2 separate regions of the Mus musculus genome follow, and region 2 is linked to region 1. The links are chromatin contacts, called in public Hi-C maps. All regions are on one chromosome and are shown on one strand. The core of a region is the stretch at or near the end of the contact, and the rest is flanking DNA. Distances in the headings are between cores, read along the strand shown. Region 1 holds the start of Polr2g (polymerase (RNA) II (DNA directed) polypeptide G). Region 2 has its middle 47 kb from the start of Scgb1a1.

Evidence for each region. Hi-C and Micro-C count contacts between places; a contact is called where the count stands out from the background.
Region 2: a Hi-C map of pre-B cells shows a contact between it and region 1, with 4 times the contacts expected there. A contact is called at or near these places in 1 of 484 Hi-C or Micro-C datasets (pre-B cells), 2 of 130 datasets of targeted methods (bone marrow-derived macrophages and pancreatic cancer cells) and 2 of 9 other capture datasets (adipose tissue and liver).

What each region holds. Positions count from the first base shown.
Region 1 is chr19:8,796,045-8,802,658 of GRCm38.p6, forward strand. Polr2g (polymerase (RNA) II (DNA directed) polypeptide G) reads right to left here and starts at 2,513. Exons shown (of 8, transcript NM_026329.2): 1 at 2,415-2,513; 2 at 2,180-2,289; 3 at 1,192-1,351. The coding sequence starts at 2,426. It overlaps Zbtb3 (zinc finger and BTB domain containing 3), which reads left to right and starts at 6,504. Exons shown (of 2, transcript NM_001098237.2): 1 at 6,504-6,614.
Region 2 is chr19:9,038,048-9,044,664 of GRCm38.p6, forward strand. It overlaps a transcript of Ahnak not described here. Among named protein-coding and RNA genes, the nearest start is that of Scgb1a1, 47 kb to the right of the region's middle.

The DNA.
Region 1 (6,614 bases), core at 1,263-3,762:
AAGAAAGAGTCAGGGGGCAGCTGGTGAGATGGCTCAGTGGGTAAGAGCACCCGACTGCTCTTCTAAAAGTCCTGAGTTCAAATCCCAGCAACCATGTGGTGGCTCACAACCATCCATAACGAGATCTGACTCACTCTTCTGGAGTGTCTGAAGACAGCTACAGTGTACTTACATATAGTAAATAAATAAATCTTTTAAAAAAAAAAAAACCCTTAAAAAAAAAAGAGTCAGGGGGTAGTTTGCATACTATCAGTCAACAGTAACGACTCAGTCAATGCAGATTTCTATTGTAGCACGACTACTTCTGTAATTCAGAAGACACCCCCAGCTAAGTTAGATGGAAAGACAGTTAAGGAAAGTGAAGAACCAAAAAGTGACCTAAGGGACTGAAGAGATGGCTAAATAATTAAGAGTGCATAACCGTGCTTGCAGAGGACCTGAGTTCAATTCCTAGCATCCATATCCAGGGTCTCACAACTCCAGGTAGGAGGGGACCTGAAACCCTCTTGAAGCTTCAGAAGGTACCAGCACTCATGGGCTTGCACTCACCCCAGATAACATACAAGTACACATAGTTAAAATTAAAATAAATTGCTGGGTGGTGGTGGCTCGTGTCTTTAATCCCAGCACTCAGGAGGCAGAGGTAAGTGGATGTCTGAGTTTAAGGCTAGTTTGGTCTATGGGGTAAGTTCCAGGACAGCCAGGGCTACACAGTGAATCCCTGCCTCAAAAACAAAAGTACAAAACTGACAGCCAGGACTACACAGAGAAACCCTGTCTCTAAAAACAAAAACAAACAAACAAACAAAAAATCAAACCAACCAACCAACCAACCAAACAAACAAACAAAAAACCTGCTGGGTAGTGGTGGCACATGCCTTTAACTTGAGAGGCAGAGGCAGGTGGATTTCTGAGTTCGAGGCCAGCCTGGTCTACAGAGTGAGTTCCAGGAGAGCCAGGGCTACACAGAGAAACCCTGTCTCAAAAAAAAAAAAAAAAAAAAAAAAAAAAGAAAAGAAAAGAAAAGAAAAGAAAAAAGAAAACCCTAAAACCAGAAAAGAAAAACCAAAAAACTAAGATAAAATGAATCTTAACAACAACAAAAGACTTAAGGCAACTAGTAAGTGGACTAGGGACTGAACCCTCACCTTAGGAAATACCCCATAACCTTTCTATGAATAATACTCTTACCTTGTTGACCTGAGTGACCACAGCATCCACCACTTCACCTTTAAAGGGCCGGAAAACAATAGCTTTGTATTTCACTGGATAAAGAACAAAACCTCGGCCTGGCTGGATCACACCAGCACCAATATTGTCGATGGTGGTGACAGCAATTACAAAGCCATATCTGCATGAAAAATGAAAGAAGACAGCTATGTGAAGAGCCTCTGAAAAGCCACCAGCAATAAGAGTCTCTGTGTGAAAGAACCTCTGTTCAGATGGTTCATTGATCAAGAAGAGACAGGACACAGATTAGCACCTAAATATATATATATATATATACACACACACACACACACACACACACATATATATGTTTTTTCGAGACAGAGTTTCTCTGTGTAGCGCTGGCTGTCCTGGAACTCACTCTTTAGACCAGGCTGGCCTTGAACTCAGAAATCCACCTGCCTCTGCCTCCCAAGTGCTGGAATTAAAGGCATGCGCCACCCCCGACCAGCTTAGCACATGAAATATTAAATGATGCTCTCATGATGGTACAGTAAATGCCCAAGAAGGCCTAGATATGCTGACATACACCTATTCTCTCAGTACCATGTAGGCTAAGGCAGGAGGACTTGCCAGGGTCAAAGCTGAGACAGGTCTTTCAAAAACCACAAACGAGTCAGAGAATTGTGATGAAAGCCTTTAATGTCAGCACTCAGTGGCAGGCAGATCTCTGAATTAGAGCCCAGCTTGGTCCACATAGTGAGGCCATCTCAAAACTCAAAAACATTTGCATAATAACGGTCTTATCTCACATAAGGGAAGAAAATTTTCTTTAGTAGCTTTTCAGAGTGTCTAAAACAGGCAAAAACTGGCTGCTTCAGGTGCCTGGAGGGGTGAAAGGGTTCCTCAGAGTAAGCGACAAGCCCTGACAGAAGGAGTTAAGAAGAGGTTAGAGACTAGCGCCATTGTGCGTGCATTCAGCAGACCTCTCTGTGAAGCAGAAACTCACTTCCCAGTGCAGGTCCCCTCCACCTCGGTAAACAGCTTCTGCTTCACCGTGTTGAGCAAGTTTGGACCGAAGTATCGTGGGTGCAGGAGGATCTCGTGCTCCAGGGAAATCTGCAGAGAAAGGAAGATGGAGACTCAGCCAGCCACATTGAGGACAGGAGGCGACCTGTCGGCCCTTCCGGGCCTCCAGGATCCTCCTGTGACTGCCCCTCACAGTTACCCCGCATCCAGCTCACGTGATAAAACATCTTCTGCAGAAGCTTGGCCCGCAGCGCCCAGAACTTCCCACGCAGAGACCTCTCCGGAAGCACTTGCAGAAGTCCCACCACTTCTCTGCGGTCGCTTCCGCAGCGCTGATTGAGTCTTAACGTCATGGGCGGGGATACATGAAGCCCCGCCCCTCAGGCCTGCCCACCACCGTTCATACTCCCCTCCTACTTAAAGCAAATTCTAGGACAGCCGGGATTACAGAGAAAAACCCGGCCTCGAAGAACCAAAGCCAAAACTAAAACCAAAACCAAAACCAAAACCAAAACCAAAACCAAAACCAACCAAAAAATGTGAGTTATTTTAGGTCTGACTTTTACCACATGCCCTTAAACCCAGCCGTGGCAAACAGATCTCTAAACTTAAGGCTAAGCCACAGCTACAAAGTGAGTTCCAGGGTAACCTGGGCTGTGTATACAACCCTGTAAAACATTTACACATATTTAAAAAAAACCAAAAAATTATTATTATTTAATTTGGGGGCTGAAGAAATAGCTCAGTCCTTAAGAGCACTTGCTCCTCTTGCAGAGGTCCAGGATTTAATTCCCAGCACCCACAGGGTAGCTCACACTCTTCTTTGTAACTCCAGCTCAGGGAGAGCTGACATCCTCTTCTGGCTTCCTTCAGCACTGCATGTGAGTGGTACCCAAACACACATACAGGCAGAACACCCATGCTTGTAAAATAAAAAGAAAGGCTAGGCAGCTGGGGATATGATTGTTCTTCCAAAGGATCCAGGTTTGATTCCCAGCACAAGCATGCTGACTCAACTCTCTATCTATACTTCAATCCCAGGGGATCCAGTGCCCTCTGGCCTCCATGAACACAGCACCCTTGTGGTGAACAGACATAGCTGTAGCCAGAACACTCACACATATAAAATAAGAATAACGGTTTTTTTTTTTTTTACATGTAAATAAAAATAAAGCTCTCAAAGAGGACCTGAGTTCAGTTACTAACACTAGCATTTCACAACTCCAGCTCTAAGGGGACCTGAAATCTTCTCGTAGCCTCAGAAGGTACCAGTACTCATAGGCTCATACTCACACATAGGTAGCATACATTATTAAGTACACATAATTAAAAAGAAATCACTTAGCTGGGCATGATGGCGCACGCCTTTAATCCCAGCACTTGGAAGGCAGAGACAAGTGAATTTCTGAGTTTGAGGCCAGCCTGGTCTACAGAGTGAGTTCCAGGACAGCCAGGGGCACATAAACAAGGCTGTCTTAAAAAACAAAACAAAACAAAAAAACCCCAAAAAGACAGCAAACAAACAAAAAGATTATGTCTGCAGGCATGCACTAGGCTTACTTTCTTTTCTATTTGAGGGACAGGGTTTTATTATGTAGCCATGGACGGCCTGGAATTTGTTTTGTAGAGGAAGCTTGCCTTGAACTTTTAACAATTCTCTTGCCTTTTCTTTTGAAGTCCTGGGTAAAGTGGAAGCTTAAGGTTTGTCAGTTGTGTTGGAAGGTATTTTGCTGGAGCTAACACGTGAAGGAGTGTTTTCCTGAAGTGGACACAGGTGAAAGAGTAAGGCAGACTCATGAAGGAACATTTAGTTGAAGCAGACACAGGAGAGAGATGTACTGCTAAAGCAAGCACATGAAAGGACACGTGATAAAGGATTCTTTGCTAAAAACTGGCATGTATTGGCCTGCCTTCCATTGCACAGTTGAGTTGAATTTGTCAGGACTCCATAGGGAGAAATGCACCAAAAAACTTTTGGTGGTGTGCTGCAGTTTCTTGCTGCTTCTTCGGACTTGGGCTGATTGGCAGAGTGATGTCAGGTAAGACAGACGCATGTGCTGCGTCAAGACTCATGGAGAACATGTGATGTTTGGAGAGAGTATAAGTAGGACTCAGTGGATGGTGATAGAGGCTGAGCTAGGCTTGCTTCTAGAGCTAGCTATGCAATGCTTGTAGGTCTCAAGTCTGCTTATCTCATCCCTGAGAGAGGCACAGCCTAGAACTTTTCGTAGTGTTCCTCCTGGTCCCACCTGCTGACTTGTGCCAAGGCTGAGGCCTGGCTGTCTCTGCTAGGTCGTTCCACTGCTACTGATTCATGTTTGCTATCCTGACTCTCCCAAACTGGACTGCTGGTGTATCCATGAAGTGTTTGCGAGTGGATCCAGCTGCTGCTGCTAACCAATAAACTGAACTGCTGATTTCTGGACAATATAGACAAGATACTAAGATACTAAGATATTATCAGGACTCAGATAATAGAGAGAAGCTCAGGAGTGTTAGGTCATCCTTGGATACAAGAGCAAATATGAGGACAGCCTGTGTTAAGTGAGGGCTTGTCATTTTAAAGGAAAAAAAAAAAGGAGAAGGTACAGGGTGGGGGAAATGTTTCTTCAATACTGGTCACCATTGACCTGCCTATAGCTCCTGCTGGTGAGACATTGGCAGGAGCACTCTAAGTTCCAAGACAACCTGTGCTACATGTGGAAATCCTCTCAAGCAAACAAGAAGTAGCTCAATTGAAAAAATAAACAAAACTCCATTCGTGGAACTATTTCCAGGGACTCATGGTGCAGCTCTGGTGGCCTAGAACTCACTATATTGACCAGGTTGACTTTAAACTCTCAGAGATCTGCCTGCCTCTATTTCCCAAGTGTTGGGATTAAAAGAGCACATCACCTACACTTGGGTTTTATGCTGTCCAGGCTGTGCTGAAAGTTTGTTGTTCCGGCTGGCCTTGAAGTTCCGATGCTCTGTCTTCTACCTCCTGAACATATTGTGGACATGCACAACCACATGTGTATTATGGGACCAAACAGGACTATCTTTGGAGGCAAACTACCATCCTCCTCAGAACTTTAGCTGGGTCTGCAGGCAGAAGACCACCTCAGCTGTGCTTGCTGACTGTTGACTTTCCCTTATAGGATGAGGGGCTGTGGAGGGTCATGAGACCCTCACTTGAGTATCCAGTCACTTCCCTCAACCAGTTCCCTAATTGCACATGACCCCAGGATCTCCAGGGCTGGGTGTGTGTGTAATATATATATTACATATATTACCTGATTGATATACATATATATATATATATATATATATATATATATATATATATATATATATATATATATATATATATATATATATACCCAGAATTCTATAGGTGGAGAATGACTTAGGGAGGGAGCTCCATCTATATGGCTACAGGAACATTATGCTGGGTAAACCCTTTAGCCAGGGACTTCTGAAGTGGCTCACCCACACTCCTGTAAGTAACCCCTCACCTAGGCTCTGTAAGAAAGGCCAATAAGTTCTCAGGGGCCCAAGGTACTAGTGGCATAGTACCTTGGTTTATCATTGGGACCTTACAGAAGAGTTTTTTGTTTTGTTTTGTTTTCTCTACTTATTGACTTTACATTCCGATCGCAGCCCCCCTCAGGGAAAAGATTTTAACAACACAGATATCCTTAGACTCTGTCCCATTTCTGTCCTTACTAGGGCTTGCCTAGAGAACAGTCCATCATCTTCATAGAGTTAGAGGTAGTTACTAACACCACTACTGAGCCTGAACTAGTGGCGCATCCTGTAATTTTCGAGGACCAGATCTGCAAGAGTGAACTGCACTTTTGGGAGGTGTGGCTTACTGCCCACTGTTTCGGCAGAGCTTGGTCTAGACGTGGGCCTACAGGTTATCACACCATTTTGTTATAGTTCTCCTTCTAGGTAGTCCGCAGCAGAAACAGGCTGTATACTCCCGAATACACTGCGTTACTGCCAACCTCGCCCCACCCAGGCGGGTAATTTCCCTATGGGAAACAGATGAATAAGTTCAGCCAATCCTGAGGTCTCTGAGGGAAGGCGGGATGAGGAAGAAAAGTTTAGGACAGGAGCAACAACCAATTGTGAGCCTCGACGCCTGAGCAATGGCAGGGATTGCCCATTTGGAGAAGCCGGTTATCGAGGGGCGGGGTAGCTCACAGTGAGCCAATCCACAACAAGAGAGGGCAAGCTTGAGCCAATTAAGATAGCGGAGGTGGGAAGAGGCGGAGCTCTCCTAGTAGCTGCTAGGTCGTGGGTGAGGGCTCAGCTTTCTCTGCTAGTTCCTACGTTGGGAGTCCTTAGCCTTGGAGTTCGAGAGGGAAAAGCGCAGGAAGTTCCGGGTCTGGGGCGTGAAGGCATCACCCGGGAAAGCTTGGGCGCAA
Region 2 (6,617 bases), core at 1,959-4,458, 240 kb after region 1:
ACATACTGAGGACAGGTTCCACGGTAGCCTCTCTTTCCCCATAAGCTCACAAATGTAATAATTCCTCCACAGATTTGTGGATTTATCTTCAGGTTCTTTCCCTCCCTCATTATCTGGGTAACCTTGGGGGGCCTGCTGAATCCCAAGCCCATACTCCTCCAAGCACTTCTGAGGTGCCCAGCACTGGACTCCATCTCTTCCTGCTCTGACCCCCACCCTCCTGATTTCTGTGCTAATTTCTGGTAACCACACAGGTCGCCCACATCCTTGACATCTCTGGTGGCTGAGGTTTTCTTTGCTGACTGCAGTCACCTCCTGCCTTCCTGTCTTATTTTTCTTCACTGCTAGAGTAGTAGGCTCACAGAGCGTTGGTTTAAAACAAACACACATGCTCGACCAAATGGTATTACTTTATTTCTTTAAGGTCTCCAGTGGCTGGTGACTTGTAGGGTAAAGTTCATGTTCTTAGCATACAAGATGGTTTGTGATCCAGTTTCTATCTCTGTGCCCTTTGTTCCCACAGGGCATCCTTCATTCCACCTGTGCTGGAGTCTTTGCAGGTCCCCGAGCCATGATGCCAGGCCACAGATCTGGTCTTCATGATCCTTCCAATGCCCTGCCTTACTGTTTATTATTATTATTATTATTATTATTATTATTATTATTATTATTATTATTATTATTATTTATTATTATTATTATTAGCAGGACTGGGGGTTGAATGTAGGGTCTTGGAGACATGAATAAGCCCTCTGCTACTGATTTGCAACCCCAACCCTCTTTTTATTTATTTATTTTTCTTTTGAGTCAGAGTCTAATTAAGTTGTTCTGGCTGACCTGGAACTTTTAATCCTCCTGCCTCAACCTCTTCAGTAGTTAGGATTTTAGGCTTTCCTACCAGTCTATCCTCTGATTGAGTTTTTGATGATCTCTCCCTCCATTCAGGCCCACTTGAGTCTCAAAGACCCTGTTTCCCAGGATTCCTGGGCATATTAACACTAGCTCCCACACTGCTGGACTTCCACTAGACTACATGAGGCAGGGGGCTGGGGGTGGGGTGGGGCAAAGAATGCTCAGCAAACAAAATGGGCAGAAGATGGCAAGAGCTGCAGGCTGGCTACTGGGCTTTCGTGGTAGACAGTGCTCTATTGCTCGTGGGAAACCGTTTGGTTTCTTGTGTATTTGCCATCCCAACAAGGTGCTTGTTTCTTTTTTCAATTTGTTTTATTATTGTTTAAATGTCTTGAAATTTAAAGGGGGTTAGGATCAAATCTCTTTCCCAAATAACTCAAATACTGAACAAGCGTGAGATGGTTCTCTCTTCCTACCACGTAGGTCTCAGGGATCAAAGTCAGGTCCTAAGTCAGATATTAGAGGCAATCACCTTTACCCTCTGGCCTATCTCACCAGTCCCACGTGCCTTGGACTAAAGTACAGGAATGTCTCTCTCCCTTGACTGTGAATGCTTCCTTAGAATGTAGGGTCTTGTGCACATGCAACCTAGAAACTAAGTTGTGCTGGGCATGGTGATTTATGATAAGAATCCCAGTGCTGTCAAACATCACTTGACAGACAACCAGATTGTCTGATTCCAGGCACCGGGCTTACCTGGCTCTGCCATTTGCCTGCAGATCACAAGAAGGTTTTGGCATTTCTCTGAGATCTAAAAAACCAGTTTGAGTACAACAGAGCTTGCTGTTGGTCAGCAGTGGTCAGTCATTTTAGTAAAATAGCAGCAAGTCAGTCCATTCAGGTGGAGCTACCTGGGAGCCTGGTCAGTCTGTGGCTTCAAGGCTAATGGTCATTTTGAAGGTGAGATGTTGGAGTGTGGAAACTCAAATTACAGCTGAGGCAGCCATGTTCCTGCAGACCTCGTCGCCCTGTTTCAAGGGCAGCGGAGCAGCCCTGAAGCTGCCGGGCTCTAGGCCGTTTCAGCGCTGTAACATGTGCAGGCTATAATTTGTTTGCTTTTTCTTTCTGTTTGTTTATTTTTAGACGGAGGTGGGGGTCTTCCTGAGTAGCTCATGTTGGCTTGGCGCTTGTGATCCTCCTGCCTCCCCCCCTCCCCCAGTACTAGGATTACAGACAGGCATGTGCTACCACACCCAGTTCATTTTATATTTAAGTGCCTGAGTCATGCTCACACGTGAACTTGGTAAAAGCTTTAAAATAACCTTTTAAAATACCATTTTAACCTTTTTATTTTCTACTAAGAGCAATTTAACCCAGGGCTTTGAAATTTCTAGGCAAGAGTCCTACTATTGAGCTATATATCTCTCATCTTTTTTTCTTTTTCTTCCTACTCTTTCTTCTCTCTCTTTTTTTTGTTTGTTTTTTTGTTTTGTTTTTTGAGACAGGGTTTCTCTGTGTGTGTTCTTGGCTGTCCTGGAACTCACTCTGTATACCAGGCTGGCCTCAAACTCACAGAGATCCACTTACCTCTGCATCCCAAGTCCTGGTGATTAAAGGCACATACCACCACTACCTGGTTCCTTTCTTTATTCTTTTTCTTCTTACCTTTCTTTTTCTTTTTCTTTTTCTTTTTTTTTTTTTTGGTTTTTTCGAGACAGGGTTTCTCTGTGTAGCTCTGGCTGTCCTGGAACTCACTCTGTAGACCAGGCTGGCCTCGAACTCAGAAATCCACCTGCCTTTGCCTCCCAAGTGCTGGGATTAAAGGCGTGTGCCACCACGCCCGGCTTCTTTTTCTTTCTTTTTTTTTTTTTTCAAAAGTTCTCTTGGAATCCAGGCTGAGTTGATCTCAGTATGTAGCAGAGGATGACCTTGAGGCTGGCCTCAAACTTGCTGAATTTGCAAGGATGGCCTTGAACTCCCGATCCTCTGCTTCCACCTTATGAATGCTGGGATTACAGTATGAGTTGGTTGTCACACCTGGTTTATTCATCGTGGGCATTGACTTCAAGGCTCTATGCATGCTGGGCAACCACTTTACCACCCTTCTCCCAAGTCCTGTTTTTAACTTTTTACTTTGAGATAAGCTTCAACTTATATGAACTCATTCTGTAGCCCAGCTTTGAATCCTTCTGCCTTAACCTCCCAGGTAGGTAGAAGTGCAGACCAATTGTAGGTCTATGATACTAGGTCTGCTTTAACTGTTTTTCTTTTTCTTCTTCTCCTCCTCCTTCTCCTTTAAGTCTATTTATTTTATTTGAGAGAGAAGAAAGAGGAAGTGAGACAGAGGGGGGGAGAGAGAGAACTGTGCTTATGTGTGCACCTGCTTCTACATGTACTAGATACATGCCTGGTGTCCTTGGAGGCCAGAAGAGTTACACACAGCTGTGAGCTGCCTTTTGGGTTCTGAAAATTGGACTTGGGTGCTCTGGAAGAGCAGCTAGTGCTCTTAACCTCTGAGCCATCTCTCCAGCCCCTGGCTTTACCCTTTTGGGATATTCACTTCAGTGATATTAAGTACCTGCCTGTGCTTGTGGGATCCTTACCATATGCTACCTCCAGAACTCTTGCCATCTCCCTCAGCTCAAACTCTATAGTCATTAAACACCAACTCCCTATTCCCATTACCCAGCTCCTGGAAACCACCTTCCTTGGTGTGACTCTGTGAATCCCATGATTCCAAGTACCTCATATCAGTGGACTCTAAAACATCTGTTTTTTGGGGTCTGGCTTACTTGTAGTAGTGTTCTGAATGTTACAGCACATGTCAGAATATGATCTCTGTTCTATATTAATAGTAGTTTATTTCTCGTATATGCCACATTTACCTGCTTATCTGTTGATGGATATTTAGGATGCCTTTCTACCTTTTGTGAATAGTTCTGCTATGAGCACTGATGAGCAAATATCTCTTTCGTTCAAAAATTACATTTACTGATGGGCATGATCACGGTTGTGCATACCTCCAATCTCAGTACTTAGGAGGCAGGAGCACGTAGATTTATGTGAGTAAGAGGACAGCCTGATCAACATAGCAAGTTCCAGGCTACCCAGGACTACATAATCTGAGTTACTGTCTTAAACATTTTTTTTTTTTTGCATGTGCCACAATGTGTCAGTGGACATTGGAGGACAACTTTTGGGAGTTGGTTCTCACCTTTCACTGTGAAGATCTGGAGGATGGAGTTCAGATTGTCAGGCTCAGCTGCAACCTTCTTTATTAGCTGAGTCATCTTGGCCCTGCACCCACTTCTTTTCAGTATATATCCAGTAATGGAACTTCTTGATATGGCCCTTAGCTTGTATCAGGTGAACGTTATACATCAGGAGATGTGTGAACACTTGCTGGGAAAGTTCTCCTACCTCCCTACCCTCTACTGCGGTGGCTCACAGAGTTTTGTCTTCATAAATGTCATCTTGTCCAGATGAACAGGTGCTGAGCCCATCTTTTACATTTGATATGCCATTAGCAATTTCCCCCATTCTGTCTTTCCACCTCTATAATACAGTCACTTTTCTGTGACTACCCACAACGGTCCTGATTTGAGCTCCTAACTCTCACCCACACTATGACAGTTGCTTCTGTGTCTTGGACCCTCTGGTCCTTTTTATATCATAGCAACAAGATTGACTTTTTCAAAACATTAGTCAATTAGGCCAACTTATTCTAAATATCTCAAAAAAAATTATGTCATTTACCACTTATACCTTTCTGTGACTCTCCATCTCACTGTGAAACACAGCTCAAGGGCTAGCAATGATTTAAGACTTCTACTTCTACAGCATCTGGCTCCTGCTCTCCATTCCTGATCCTTTGCTGTTCTTTGATTTGACAATCAAATTCCTTGCTATGAACTATGCCTGGAATGCCCTTCTGCTTGGGAAATTCTTCTCTTGGTAAATGTCACCTCACCAGAGAGACCTCTAACATACCTTTGATCCTTCTTTTCAAGCCCCCACCTTCTCTCCATCCCTTTCCTTCCTTTCTCACTGTGACTCTCCATATGTAGTACAGGCTGACCTTGAACTCACTTCAGTTCTCCTGCCTCAGCCTCTGGAGTTCTGGGAATTCAGGCATGAGCCACCTCAATGACTACCACCTCTGGCTTTTACTAATTCCATATTCTCCATCTAGTCAGTGTTAATACCTACATTTGTTAGCTTCTGTCCCCTTCACTAGAATGTAACCTTTATGATGTTTTTACTTTTTATATTTCCTGTTGTAGCTTTCTTAATCTATAAACAACAAAATGGAGACTCTTGATATTCTCTTCTATGTGTTGTTCCATTTGGTAAGCTATATTGGATGCTGAAGCAGTAGTTCATTGTGAGTTCATTTGAGACCAGTGGAGGGTGAATAATGAATTCCAGACCAGCCTAAACTACAATGTGAGACACTGTCTAAAAAGTGGTGAATGAGCTTGGCAGTGGTGGCAGATGCCTTTAATCTTAGCACTTGGGAGGCACAGGTAGTCAGATTTCTGAGTTCAAGGCCAGCCCGGGCTACAGAGTGAGTTCCAGGACAGCAAGAGCTTCACAGAAAAACAAAATATTTTTAAAAAAAAAAAGTGTGTGAAAAGTGTGTGTGGTGTATGCCAGCCCATGTTGTACAGTGCACCTTTAATCGGGAGGCAGAGGCAGGTGGAGTAAGAGTAAGAGACCAGTCTGGTTTAAATATCAAGTTTCAGGGCAGCCAGGGATACACAGTGAGTGAGATCTTGCTTCAAAAAAGGAGTGGAGGTGGCTAGTGAGATGGGTCAGTGGGTAGAGGTGCTTGCTGCTAAGTTTGATGACCTGAGTTCAATCCCCAGGACCTACATGGTGGAAAGAGAAAATGGACTCCTGCAAGTTGTCCTCTGACCTCTGCATACATGCATGATATGTATGTACTAATCCTGTACACAAATAAATAAAGGTAATAACATCTTAAAAACCCATTTGGACACTGAGAAAATATTCTGTTACTGCCAAACCCGGAGCACTGCCAGTGAGTATTAGGAAAGACCACACTCTGCATACCCTGAAGTCTGTACTCAAGGCTCTTTCGGCTGATGGCTTTCTGGGGAGGCAACCTAAGAACCACACTTCAAATCCCATTTACTTGCTAGATTATTTTTTCCTTCACATTTTTCTTTTAGGTGTATTTGAGAAAACATGGCTTTTATTTCATTTTGATTACACCATTCTCTCTGTTTCCTTTGAGAGTAAACTCCATAAAGAGACTTTGGCTGTTGTTGAAAACTGTGCTTCTGGCCCTATGAGAACAGTGCCTGTCATTTAGCGGCCATCCAGTCGACCTTGGGGGTGGGGAGATGATCTGAGTGCTTCCTCCGTTTCAGGTGCTAGCTATGGAAAGTCCGTTCATCAAAAATGAATGCAGGAGGTGTTGTCAGCCTTAGGTAATGGCTAAACTATTGGAGGCTCCACGTGGTGGTGCGACTTGCCCTTAAGTGTCAGAGCTGGGACCTGAACACAGAGGAGTTGAATACCTCTCTCCATTCATCCCTGGCTTCGTCACCAACCAGCCAGATGGGGTCTAGTGATGAGTTTACCATGCTATATATAGCTACACTGCAGCTTCCTTCTCCTCCCACTCTCCCTCCTTTGATGCTAAGGGTGGAGCCCACAAACTAGGGAAGAAACACTTAGTGAACCCCACCCACCAAGTGCCTCTCCCTCTCCCTCTCCCTTGCCCTCTCTCTCTCTCT